Regions from separate parts of the Mus musculus genome. Here region 1 is linked to region 2. A link is a contact called in public promoter capture Hi-C data. All regions are on one chromosome and are shown on one strand. Each heading gives the region's core, a stretch centred on a gene start, on an enhancer-like site or on the middle of the called end of the contact. The rest is flanking DNA. Distances are from core to core; before and after follow the strand shown. Region 1 holds the start of Tcaf1 (TRPM8 channel-associated factor 1). Region 2 holds the start of Trpv6 (transient receptor potential cation channel, subfamily V, member 6).

The links. Promoter capture Hi-C pulls out the DNA fragments that hold promoters and counts their contacts.
Region 1: a promoter capture Hi-C map of second pharyngeal arch cranial neural crest shows a contact between it and region 2. The contact joins the promoter of Tcaf1 here to the promoter of Trpv6 in region 2. A contact is called at or near these places in 6 of 39 promoter capture datasets (cranial neural crest, frontonasal cranial neural crest, hippocampal neurons and 2 more).

Annotation. Positions count from the first base shown.
Region 1 is chr6:42,708,419-42,715,139 of GRCm38.p6, reverse strand. It overlaps Tcaf1 (TRPM8 channel-associated factor 1), which reads left to right and starts at 5,025. Exons shown (of 9, transcript NM_001355769.1): 1 at 5,025-5,181.
Region 2 is chr6:41,633,052-41,639,274 of GRCm38.p6, reverse strand. Trpv6 (transient receptor potential cation channel, subfamily V, member 6) reads left to right here and starts at 2,870. Exons shown (of 15, transcript NM_022413.4): 1 at 2,870-3,292. The coding sequence starts at 3,045.

The DNA of each region.
Region 1 (6,721 bases), core at 3,776-6,275, 1.1 Mb before region 2:
GGGACAGGTGCATGGAGGTGAAAATGTAGATAGCAAAGGTCCCCAATTTAGGTGGTGGATCCATTTGTATCTGCTACTGGAGGATTTAACATAGAATGGCTTATAAATTAGAATGTTAGTCGTTGTGCCTAGAGATTGTGTTGCTTTTTTATTCTAAAGTAAGATTGTGTGGTGTTTTCCTTCACAACACTCAACTGAGTTCCAGAGAAAATAAATGTATGATGGCAGGGCACCCCAGCCAGCCACGGGAATTTGGAAATGTGGGGGTGGTGTGGCAGTGACCCGCCATGGGAACTTAGTGAGCTGGATGGAAAGATTTCCGAGCTCTGGGTCAGAGAGTCTCCACGAGATAAGAACAAGGCCTGCCGGTTCCTTGCCAGAGATAGCGTGGATTGCATTTTTTAATATTTCACGCTATAGGCAGTATCCTGCTTTTCCTTTTCTGTGTGTACTTTATCTAATATTCACTTGTTGATCATTTTTGACAGGCAGACAGACATAGAAGCTTCTAAACATGCATTAAAAAGTGTTTCCAAGAGGAAACTTTGCCAGATTCAGTACCTCAGACAGAACTTAATATTTTGAAAAAGAATAATTTAAGGAAGCCAATAGAATGCTAAGCACTTTTATTAAAACAAACAAACAAACAAACAAACAAAACAGCACTGCTCTGTGAATTCCCTTTACATTAAAAGTCCTGTAAACTTCCTGTAATCAGAAACACATCCACCCAGAGTAGCAATCCCTCCCACCCACCCCATCATGTCTCTGAAGATGCATCTCATCATATAACTCCTGTTCTCACAATGAAGAGGAAGTCTCACTTCTAATATAATAAGTAATGATCCTTCACTGTGGATATGTAGAATCTTCAAAAATGTCAAAGCTATCAAAGCCAAGAAATGACTGAAGACTGAAGATTCAAATGTCTCATGCCCTGCAGTCATAAATGCAATTTTGGGGACAACTGGCTAACCTCAAATTGGATCTGAAAATTTGATATTGGTAATATAACAGTGGTAGGCATTTTGTTGGTCTGTATTACTTATGAAAAGGAATTTCCTTAATACTCAGAGGGGACTGGAACACCATTTAAACAAATCGATCTCAAATGCTTAGGTGCAAGTATTCTCTGCTCTTTAAACTGAGCTACAATTTGGATGATTTTTAACAGCAATGGTGGCTTCTATCAGGAACCGTTTCACATAATCCTTTGTCCTCTCTAATAAAATACAGTTGACTTTCTCTGCATTCAAAAGCATCTATTACTAGACTGAATCTCATAATCAATGCTTCACGAAGCAACTGCAGGCCATTGACTCTGTGACTCCCTGGAACAGTCTGTCTTCTAGGTACATCACATTGTCATGTAATGGGGAGCAAGGGTCACTGTTCCTGCTCTTATGTGAAATTAGGGAGAAAGGCTGGCCTTTATTACCTTGTCTTTCTAGTTGAATTATTCACAAAGACAATAACATAGATGTCTTAGTCAGAGTTTCTATTCCTGCACAAACATCATGACCAAGAAGCAGTTGGGGAGGAAAGGGTTTATTTAGCTTACACTTCCATACTGCTGTTCATCACCAAGGAAGTTCAGGACTGGAACTCAAGCAGGTCAGGAAGCAGGAGCTGATGCAGAGGCCATGGAAGGATGTTCCTTACTGGCTTGCTTCCCCTGGCTTGCTCAGCCTGCTCTCTTATAGAACCAAGACTACCAGCCCAGAGATGGTCCCACCCACAAGGGGCCTTCCCCCCTTGATCACTAATTGAGAAGATGCCTTACAGTTGGATCTCATGGAGGCATTTCCTCAACTGAAGCTCCTTTCTCTGTGATAACATAACTCCAGCTGTGTCAAGTTGACACAAAACTAGCCAGTACAATAGACAAGTCTTTTTTATTATTATTATTAAAATCCAATTTGGAAGCTTAAATATCCCAAAACTCCTAGAAAAGTTGCTCTTAAAGTTGATTTTAAATAACAGTTTTAATTGAAATATATATTCAATTTTCAAATTAATAGAAATTCAGAAGAATTTGATAGCTATGATTTCAAAGGAGTATCCTAAAATGAGGATGGAGGAGTCTTTCAGATTTTCGTCGTTATACAATATAGAGTCACATATGTAGACATGTATATATGGGTCCTGTGTGTGTGCATGTGTGTGTGTGCACACGCTTGTCCTTTGGAGACCTTCCAAAGGTTTTGCAATTCTATGTCCCTTTCTCAACTCAAGTTGCCACATTGCTGGGGATTGCCCTTTACCCATAGAGGGGTGCATCATGCAGTGAACCAATAGATGTGGGATTACAAACCCAAATGCCTTCAAAGGTCAGACACTAATTTATATGGCCACCACAGTGAGAGCTGCAGGAGTCTGGTGTGTCTGTGGTTCAGAATTGAGTGAGAGGAGCTGTGGAGATAGGTGTTTGCAGTTTACCAACTGTTTTCCGTAGACCAGGGCCCCTTGCCGCTGAGCTGGATCTCACCTGTCAAAACAATTGCATTGCTCTCTTGACAAAGCCTCCTTCTCTCAAAGGAGACAACCAGCAGAATGCATGCTTGTAGGCCTCTCCTCACATACACAGAGGGTAAAGGACCATTTTTAGTTTGGGTTGTCCCTCTGTGGACAAAGGGACTCCAAAATACAGGCAGCAGAAAGGGTTTGTACAGATAGAAATAGAGGATGACAATGAAACGTAGGTGCTTGCATGTGTGTGTGTATGTGTGTGTGTGTCTGTGTGTGTCTGTGTGTGTCTGTGTGTGTCTGTGTGTGTCTGTGTGTGTGTGTGTGTGTGTGTTGGTGGAGGCCAAAGGGTAACTTGGGTATACATTTTCAGGAGCCATCTATCTTAGCTTTGTTGTTGTTGTTGTTGTTGTTGTTGTTTTGTTTTTAGACAGTGGCTCAAAGCTCACTAAGTAGATTAGGTTGATTGTCAATTAACCCACAGGAATTCAGTCCCTGCCTCCTTAGCACTGGGATTGCAGATTACAAGCCTATGTCACTACACCCAGCCTTTTACTTGGGCTCAAACCCAGCCCCTCATGCTTGTGTGGCAAACAGACTGACCTAGATCCTCTTCTCCCTAGCCTACAGATCACTGGAAAGCCACCCCCTCCCTCCCTCCATCCCTTCCTCCACCCCATTTTCAGCATCTTGGGGGTTGCACAGATACATTGTCAGTGCACAGAGCTCCTTCCCACTCAGTATGGAGAAAGCACAGGTTATATTGCCCTTCGCCGCTGAGGTCCTTGTTACAACTCATCCTCTCCCAGCTCCTGCTTCTGCTCTTCTTCTGAGTGTTACATGCTCTTTTCTAAGAAGTGCAGGCCTCTGGAGAAAAAGAGGGAAGAGGAGGGCCTGGGAATTCTTGAGGACTTTTCTCACACATTATCACAGTGTGTTCCAATTCTTAAAGTAGCAGAATTTGAAGTGGTAATAAGTGGTTCTTGGAGACCAAGGCAAGTGTTCTGTTGATATGATCTTCCCACTACACATTCTGCCTATGGAACTGCACTATCTCAGGGAGGAAACTTAACAATGCAGGGGAGAAAAGAGGACTGAATGGAATGAGAGACGTGGCCTCAAAAAAGAGGTCAAAAAAGAAAGGCCCGCTAGAATTGGGGTAGAACAGGATCAGGCTACCCGTCAGTCATGTTACAACTGAAGCACACTGTGACAATGTGTGAGAAAGGTCTCCTCAAATTCTCAGAGGCTGTCAGAAATATGCTGGGAGCCTGGTACTGGCTCCCCTCTTTTATCTTTTGCTCCAGGACCCAGCACTACTTGGCAAAGAACATGTAAGTAACATGTAAGTCGGAAGAAGGATGAGCATATGGGCTAGATGTCGATGGAGCTGTGCAAAGACCCCCAGAGAATGATTTGATTTTGAGTTAGGTACCAGTGAGCTGAGCTGAAGGTCAGTGATGAAGGGACCCACATTACAAAGAGGATGTCCTAGTTACAACAGAGTGAACTCAATCAATGTGACAGTACGATGCAATCACCCATGTCTGGAATTACCTGCCCTCTTTCAGGTTAAAGCAGACATTTGCACGATCTTTGTCACATGTAGTCGTAGAGTCCTATTTTAACCCTGATAGAGACAAGTATCACAGAACAGGGCAAAAACATCCTAACATACCTTCGGGGGAAGACACACGACCCCATAGAAACCATATATCATTCTAGAGCATGTTAGGATGCAATGTTACAGGACCAAGAAGTTGTGATCTGGATGGAATTAGGCTTGCTAGTTACCTGACCCTGAGCTGAGAAGTCATTTGGATAGAACCACTGGAATGGATACCAGGGTCCCCTAAGGAACTGAGGGCATCAGAAAGCTGAGAAGATGCCATAGCAGAAGTATAGGGTGGAGTGATGAGGCCACTGCCTCTGCAGACAGGGCAAGTCCCTGAGCAGGCAAAGTCAGATCATTTGAGGCCTACTCTGGAATCTGGAGAAGGGAGGAAAGCAAATCCTCCCATTGATTTTCCCAGCTTTACCCAGTGGAACCTGTGCCAGGCTTCTGATGTACAGAACTGTAAGATGTCGGAAGGGTGTGGCTTAATTCACCTCCTTGTCTGGCAATTTGTTGTAGCCGCCACTATTCACTCATACTTCCAGTTTATGAAACTAAGGAAGATGCAACAGCTTCAAACTCCAGATGTTTGGGATATAACAAAGTGTAGACACACTCTCTTCTACCAAAACTTGACTTTTTCATTAAATTTAATATAGGACCCATAGCTTTAATTCTTCTCTTAATATAATTGTGTATAATTTCTGATAAAAGCTCTCTTGTTTTATCAATGTCTTATTTGTTCACAGTGTTAAGCTGTATGTATGTATGTATGTATGTATGTATGTATGTATGTATGTATGTATGTGTTTTAGAAATTGGCCAGCTGCACATCCAAGCCTTGGAGCAGAAATTGACATAAAGGAGAGCCTCTAAGGTCTGGGGGCAGAGAGCGGAGCACCGCCCACATCCCCGTGTAGCCAATCAGTTCTCAGGACGGCCCATTGCTTGCTCCCCCTTCTCTGCCAGTGACTTTCCACGTCCCCCATCCACTGGTCCACCGCCTATTCCCTTGCAGGCCTGAAGCTTCTTCCCCTTGGGTAGCTTCCTCCTTTGCTGTTGTGCCTCCGAATCAGCACTTCAGGGAACAGCGACGCAGAGTGAGTCTGGCTCCGCGATAGGGTCTGCACCAGGAGAGGCCTGCGATGACAAAGGCCACTGCCAGAAGGGTGGGGTGCTTCGCGGGGAAGGGGGCAGGAGGTGGCGAGTGCCTGGGGCTGCGTGGGGGGCTGGTGTGGGCAACTCGGGCGTGCGGAGGTGGCTGATGCATTCCACATTGAGACCTTCCTCTCTGTCTCTTTCTGAGCTTTCCGCTGCTTTAGATATCTCCTTCAGTCTTCCTGCATTGTTATCCCTTCGCCAGCCAGGAACCCCCTCCCAGCCGTTTCCCATTTCCTTATTGAGTGGTTTGTGTTCAGCAGGGAGCCTTTGGGATTTGATGAAAGGAACCTCAGAGGTTGCGGAAGGAGACTCCACACAGAATTCTTTAAGGGCCACAGTCCCTGCTTAGCCTCCTTTACCCGCCCCCAGGTAAAAGTCCTCTCCATGTCCTTTAAGCACCCAGGGGCCTGGAGTATATTTGCTCTGAGAGGTGGGTGGGAGGATGTGGGCAGGGTGCTGCTGAAATGGGTGTGGGGCTTCTGGAGAACGCAGGTCTGGACCGCCTTCGGCCTGCAGCAGCAGGGGCTTAGATTATCCAGTTGGCAGATACACAACCCCCCACCCCCCGCAGGCCTTCTGGGTTGGCCCAACCTGAAATGAAGGACAAAAATGGAAGAGGGGGAAAAAGGATCTTGCCAATTAGACAATCGTGGAAACGTGGAGGAAGAATCTCTTAAAGAGATGAACCAATGTCTCTTGTCTATGGGCTGACCCGCTAACCATTTGTCCATTCTCCAAAGGATTTGCAAAGTGATTGCGTTTCAGCTAGCTCTTCACTCTGTTTTGCGTTGCTTTAAAGACTTAAGAATAAAATGAATGCTTATCATTCCAAAGTGGTCTAATCTACAAGATAGTGAAATAAACGCTTGGCCGTCTTGTAAGTAAAAAAATAAGGCTTGAATACCATAATGGAGGGTCTCATTTCTGCCCTTCCCTGCCTGAGACTTGGCATCCTTCGCGATTTTCCTTTCAACTACGCCGTTTTCATAGTTCTACTCTTATGTGTAAAACATACATGGGTTGCTTTATGATTTTGTCATGCTTTCATTCATGAATATTATCCTGTATATTCTTATAGCTCTAGGATTAATCCTTGCTTATACTTCCTTCATTTTTATTTCTAATTGGTTTAATACCCTATAGTTATTCTACCATTGAGCATTTAGGTTTCTCACTTGGGGAAATGTATTCATTTTTTTTAATGTGACAAGCTATCCCAACACATAACAGTATAAGATCAATAATAAACAACTACAAAGCCACTTCTAATATTTCTTTACCACCTGCCAGTTTCTGTGGATCTAGACTGGAGTCTCTGGAGGTTCTCACACACTGTAGTAAAGGGGTATTGGCTCAGCCTGACTCAAGGGTCATTGGAACTAACACAGGACTGTTGTAAACTTGGGATCTCCCTGATTTGGGCCAGGCATGTCTTTCTCTGCAGTGAGGGCCTCATTACAAAGGCTTGCTGTGACATAA
Region 2 (6,223 bases), core at 1,621-4,120:
TTCATGTGACCCCTAGAGGGGGTCATTAATATTTTGATGCCTCCCCATCACCCCAGCATATAATGGGAGTGGAGGTTAAGTTCAAAGCAAAAAGAAACAGACAGAATGAACTGCTCCTGTGCAGTGCCTTGGCCTGTTCTAGACTTGTCGTCTGCTGACCATGGTAGAGGATGCTAAATCGCAGGCTCGGTGTCACAAGTCTCCTCAGGCTTGTCATCAGGATTTAGAAATAGTGAGATTACAAGTCTCACAACTTCAGACCAATCCCTGTGATAGCCTGTGTGTGCCCCTCACTCAAACACAGATAGCATGCAACATGAGAGTATCTCTTGGCTCTAGGAGGTCAAACTAATTCCTCTCTCAGTGGTGGCATGGGGACAAAGCTACTGTGATCTTCAGATGCTTTCTGTCCCCTCAAAACCAGAAGTCCAGGAGGTATAGGGGGACATACCTGTCAACTGCAGGACTGGAAGGGCCTGATGGGGGTGCCAGTGTCAGACCTTGGATAAAGACAATAGTCTACAGCCTCATTCTGCCCTAAGAATGTGATGTGGGCTACAAAAAGAGAGAATTTTGATGTCCAAATTTGTGACTGTCAAGTCACCCCAATTGTACCTCTACTCATTTTGATACTATTGTCAATGTCCCATCTGTAGCACTACCCGTCTGACAACAAAGCCAAGTGAAGGAAGCCAAGCAAAAAGAGGAAAGATATTAGAAAATTACTTCTTCCTTCTGACTTTCTATCATTTCATTCCACAGCATGATAGAAGCCTGGCTGTGTTGTCCACTCACCCGCTGGTGACTAAACTGGGGTCCTTTCCTAGAGCTGAAAAGAACAGAGAAGGTGGAGTTGGTCAGCGTCAGACAAACACTTGGCTTAATGGGCACAAAGGTCCTGGGTTCAAGGTTTGGATTCTAGCCTTCCCCCCACCCAGCTCGAACTCACTGACCCTAGGTGGGTGGGGAAGGCAGCTAATCGAAGTGCATTGTTTGCTCAGGGCTGTATGGCCTGGCCTTAGGCCCAAGAGCAGGAACACAAGCAGCTTTCCTTTTGAAGGTGGCCTTTCCATACCCCACCCACACAGTTACCTTACTTTTGCTCCCAAGAAATCCCCCCACACATATGCTTGAGCTTGGTCATGCAAACTTAGTCCCACACAATACATATGGCACACCCCACCAAGCAAACACATACTACATCATGCATACCACACCTAGATACTAAACACATACATACAACATACCATTATTACATGCATATTAAGCATAAAACATAAACACGTATTTCATGTACCGTGTACATTACATGAAAAGCATATATTCCATGGATGTATCATTCATTAAACATGCAATACATACAATGCCAATAAACAAAAAATATATACATTGCATATCCTACATACACATACATAAGACCCCCATACAGTATCATAGTCAACACGAAGCTTGCATACAAGAAGCACCACAAACAGATCAAAGGTGCATATAAAATATACATACCATATGTCAAACACATGTTGTATACACAATATAGCACCCAGAGCACAGGCATATCACACACACACACACACACACACACACACACACACACACATATTGAGCCTTCCTGATCTTTGAATCAGACATAGAAAACAACAAGCTGAAGCTGGAGAGTGACATACAGACACCTGTGACTTCAACAGCCATCTGCCATCCCAGATAATTGAGCCCCCTGGGAGGCAGAAGAATTTTGAATGAGGCAGAGGTTCTTCCACATAAGGCAAATAAGCCAGATTTATCTGCAGGTTGGCCCCTGCTGCAGTTCAATGCTGCTGCTGCTCCTGCTGCTGCGACCCAGGATGCCTGTGACTTTGTCTGTGGAAGTCTTAACTCTGGCAGAAATCATTTTGCCTATTAGCGTGAGTGCATGAAAAAGCCTAAACAGGGCAGACTACAGAGCACCAGGTGAGTTTGGGTTTCACTTCTCACTTCTCAGACCTCAAGGATTCGCTCTAGCACTTGGAACCTCTATTATCTCCATGGGCAAAATATGAATAGTAACTGCCTTATAGGTTCCACGTGAGTTTGTGGAGACACACTCAATTGTTGCGCCTAGTGCCAGTGGCAATGACCCAATGTCTTTATGGGGAGGTTGCTAGATAAAATGCTCTAGAGCATATAAAATATTTATATTTATTGAAAAAAATTATCTAGGCATTCTTATAGCTTTAATTTCCAGACAAAGTTTCCCTGTGTAGCACAGGCTGCCCTCCAACTTTCCATTTTCTGCATCTACATATACAGGGCTGGAATTACAGGTTGGTGCCACCTCACTGGGACCAACCTGTGTCTTATTTGGTAACCCACCTACCCCTAGAAAAATCCCAATCTTCCACCACTAGATTTTATACCCTGACTCACTAGCTTGGGGATGGATATTACATCATTAAATGGTGATAATGGAGACCACCCACAGCCAAAGAGAAAAGACTATACTGGGTTTATAATGCCTAAAATACTTACATGTAGTGTCTGGTACTTTACAGAAACCAGTGCTAACTCAAAGTGGGTGAGATTTTTGCTATTTATATATTTGTTCAGGGCCAGGTGAGACATTTAACCCTGAGAGTCAAGAGAACTTAAAACCCAGACCTTCAGTAAAAACAGACAGAAGTTCCTCCATCCTGCAATGAGCCTGACCTGTCCCAGCCTTCCTAGAAAAAGGTCACTGGGTATCCCAAAGTCCAGGGGCCAGCTCTTTAATCTCTTTGAAGACCTAAGAACAGGGGAAGAGTTCCAGGGTGGAGAGAGTTGCAGCTGACGCATGGTCTCAGTAGGCAGGACTTTGGGGCCTGTCTCTTTAAATCTCAGGTAATTTGGGAGGAGGGAGGGAGTGCCCACATAGCTCCTGCTCACTCCCAACAGGAGCTCCAGAGACACAAGCCCAGCAGATTTCCAGCCCGGCCAAGAGGAACAAAGCAGGAGCCCTCTTCAGGCTCCTAGGGGCAGCCACGGGAAGCCTCAGCAGCTCCACAGGTGAAGTAGGAGACAGAAGACAGGAGACGGGACCTCTACAGAGAGAGGACAGGCCGGCTCTTGGGGGTGCCAATGTGGCCCCAGGGTCGAGCCCAGTTGGGGTCTGGCATCAGCCTCAGCCCCCCAAGGAACCAGCCTTCCACCCCATGGGGTGGTCCCTGCCCAAGGAGAAGGGGTTAATACTCTGCCTATGGAACAAGTTCTGCAGATGGTTCCACAGACAAGAGTCCTGGGCTCAGAGCCGAGACGAGCAGAACCTGCTGCAGCAGAAGAGGTAAGTTTGCCATCTGCTTCTGCGTCTTCTACCTCTGCAGCAGCAGGGCTTACACCCCACCCCTCCTGGCTTGCTTGAGTCTTCTCTTAGCACCCTGTCTGGACAGTTTGTGCCCCTTGTTAGCACCGTCTCCTGAGCCTTAGCCTGTGAGCCTAGCTGGCCAGAATGTCAGGTGGGAAGTTGCCTGGGCACAGTTGTTAGTTTCCCTTAAGGTACCATTCATTTCTGCAGGATTCCTGTGAGTACTTCCCCAGTAGCCAGGCATCTCACTACCCCCTTGTAAGCTATCTCCCCAAAAGGTGATGGTGGCAGCGTAATATCTTATGTATCTCTACTCCATGCCCCTACAGCAGACTATAACAGAAACACATTTTATATAGAAGCATGCATGTGGAAATGAATGAGTGACTGAATAAATAAAGAGGTAAGAAAAGATGGCAAAAAATATGAAAATACATATCATTCCTGTGCATCTGTCTCAGCTACTTGAGTTTAAAGAACCAACAATGCTCGGTTGCAGCCTGGAGTGTCTTCCCCCTCTATTCATGGGTTGGCATGGACTCCTGGGCTCAATGCCAAAGATGCTCACCATGCTATCTTTCAGGCTAGGGGGACTGGGAGAGAGTCTGGAGTTTAAGCCCTTAGAAAATCTCCTATTTTGATTCTATCTGCTAAAAGTAGACTTCCTTCTATTTACTTGGTAGCCACTCCTGACTCATGGCATCTTAGAGTTGGCTTTGAGAGCAGGAAAATGGATGATCCACTGGATCTTGGGCCCAACCTGTGAGCACTCTTCTCTCTGACATTGCCATTGGGGTTCCACATCCATTTGGTGACATGCTAAAAGGAAGTCCTGCTTTTGTGGCTTCCCTCCAAGGCAATTCAGTGACAGGTAGCATGTGTATTCACAGAGGAAAGGCAGAAAGTTTTTGTCTTCAGGTTTTTCTCCATCTCTGAATGCAGGGCTTGTCTTAGCCTGGCCTCAAGGCTGCCTGGGATTTCCTATGCTTTTGATTAAACATTCCCTGCTGGGATGTGCCCCTTCTTAGAGCTGTGGTTTTCCTGTCTCTCATGGCAGCCACCCACCTCTCTCCCCCCAGGCCTGGGAGAGTGGGGGGTAGGGCACATGTCTGGCTGATGACATCTTAGGACAATAGAATAACATTGTTGTTAGAGAATAATTCCTCATTGGTTTCACTTCTCCTCTTCCCACTCTCAGGACCCTGTCGCTGGGGGCATCAGACACAGACTGCAGAAAGTCCATGGGCTTTGAAAGGGGCAGGTGAGGTTCCAACATCTCATATGCAGGAAGAACAAAGTAAAGGAGTTGGGCCTGAGCAGGCAGGCAGCCTGGTTAAGCATATGCTGTTGGCACCCATCTAATCTGCATCCATTTCTTCCTTCCTTTTGATGGGCCTCCTCTGCAGTATTAGGCTAGAAAGGCCTATTGCCATCAGTAACAGGATTCTGCCCCCACCCCCACCCCAACACATCTGTTTCCAGAGTTTCTTAAACTCTCTTTTTCCCAGACAGTTGGTGTCTATGGTAATGGCCTTCTTTGGATGGTACTTCCCAGAAGGAACTGAAATTTACTAGGAGTTTCTTGGCCTGAGAGATCAGCTATATACAAGGAAGACATGGCAGAAATTAGACAAGCCGGGGGTGAACACTTAAATGAGCATCATGAACTGTGAAAGAATCTCCTCCTCGATAGTACCATCACCTGGTTTATCCAGTATAAAGTCAAACATAGGCTTTGGAGGGAAGGAGATTCTGTCATCCCCACAAAAGCAAGTTAGAGCTCAAGAGACGGGGCCCAAAAAGAAATTCTAGGAACAGGCCTGGATAGGATTTCATGGAGGATGGTCTCTCAATAAGGCAAAGCTTTTTAAAGAACTCTGTAAGATGAGGAAAGGGAAGTCAGCCTTTCTCCTTGTGATATACTTCTCTTGGGTCTTAATTATGCAGCTCCCTAGTTTAATCCCATATTAACTGAATTCTCACCTCTTTCGCATTTCTACTAAGCTATTTCTTCTGGCCTGAATTTCTCATTTCTGTATATCCAATGCATCAAACATCGATTGAGCATAACTCGTACTCCATTAGGTTTGTGGGAAATTAATCTGATATAGTTCTTGCTTCTCAAGGAGCCTGTGTTCTGATGAGCAAAGTGTACCAAAGTGCATGTTGTCCCTACATATCTTCAGATTAAATCAAGCTCATAGAGAAAATACTAAGACAAAAAAGTTATTTTGTTGCTTATATGTGCTATATAGATAGGTTCATGGTAGTTACATCAATATGTAACATGTACAGCATTTTTTTTCTGTCATCATTCCAAAACAATATGGTACAATAGCAACTGATAGAGCATGTATATTCCATTAGGCATTATTGGCTACCTAGAGATTGTTTAAAGTACACAGGTTGAAGTCACAGAAGTGGTACATGCCTGTACTCTCAGTACTTAGAATACTGAAACAGGAGACTGAAAACCTCAAGGCAAGTCTAAATAACATAGTAAAAACCTGTCTCCAAAAATCCAAAAGTTAGTAAATAAGATGAATATTGTGGCTTTCACTTGTAACCCCAGGACATGGGAGACTGAGTCAGGAGTGTTGCCACAAGTTTACCATGAACTACACAGTGAGTTCCAGGCCAGCCTGGGTCACAGAGTATAGTCATAACTTTAAAGTGCATTATGAATGTATAAACTATGTGCAAATATTATATCACTGTATGGAGGGGAGTTGAGTTTATATGATGTATGGTAGAGAGTAGGATCTTCTAGAGCCACTGCCCTACAGATTTTGGAAGAATAATCATACTTAGGCTAAAGGTAAGCATGGGTGAAGGTCATGCAAAGGTTTAAACGAGAGTTGAGGGAGTACAGAAAGAAACTGTCCTATCTGGTATCTGATTTCTGATAGT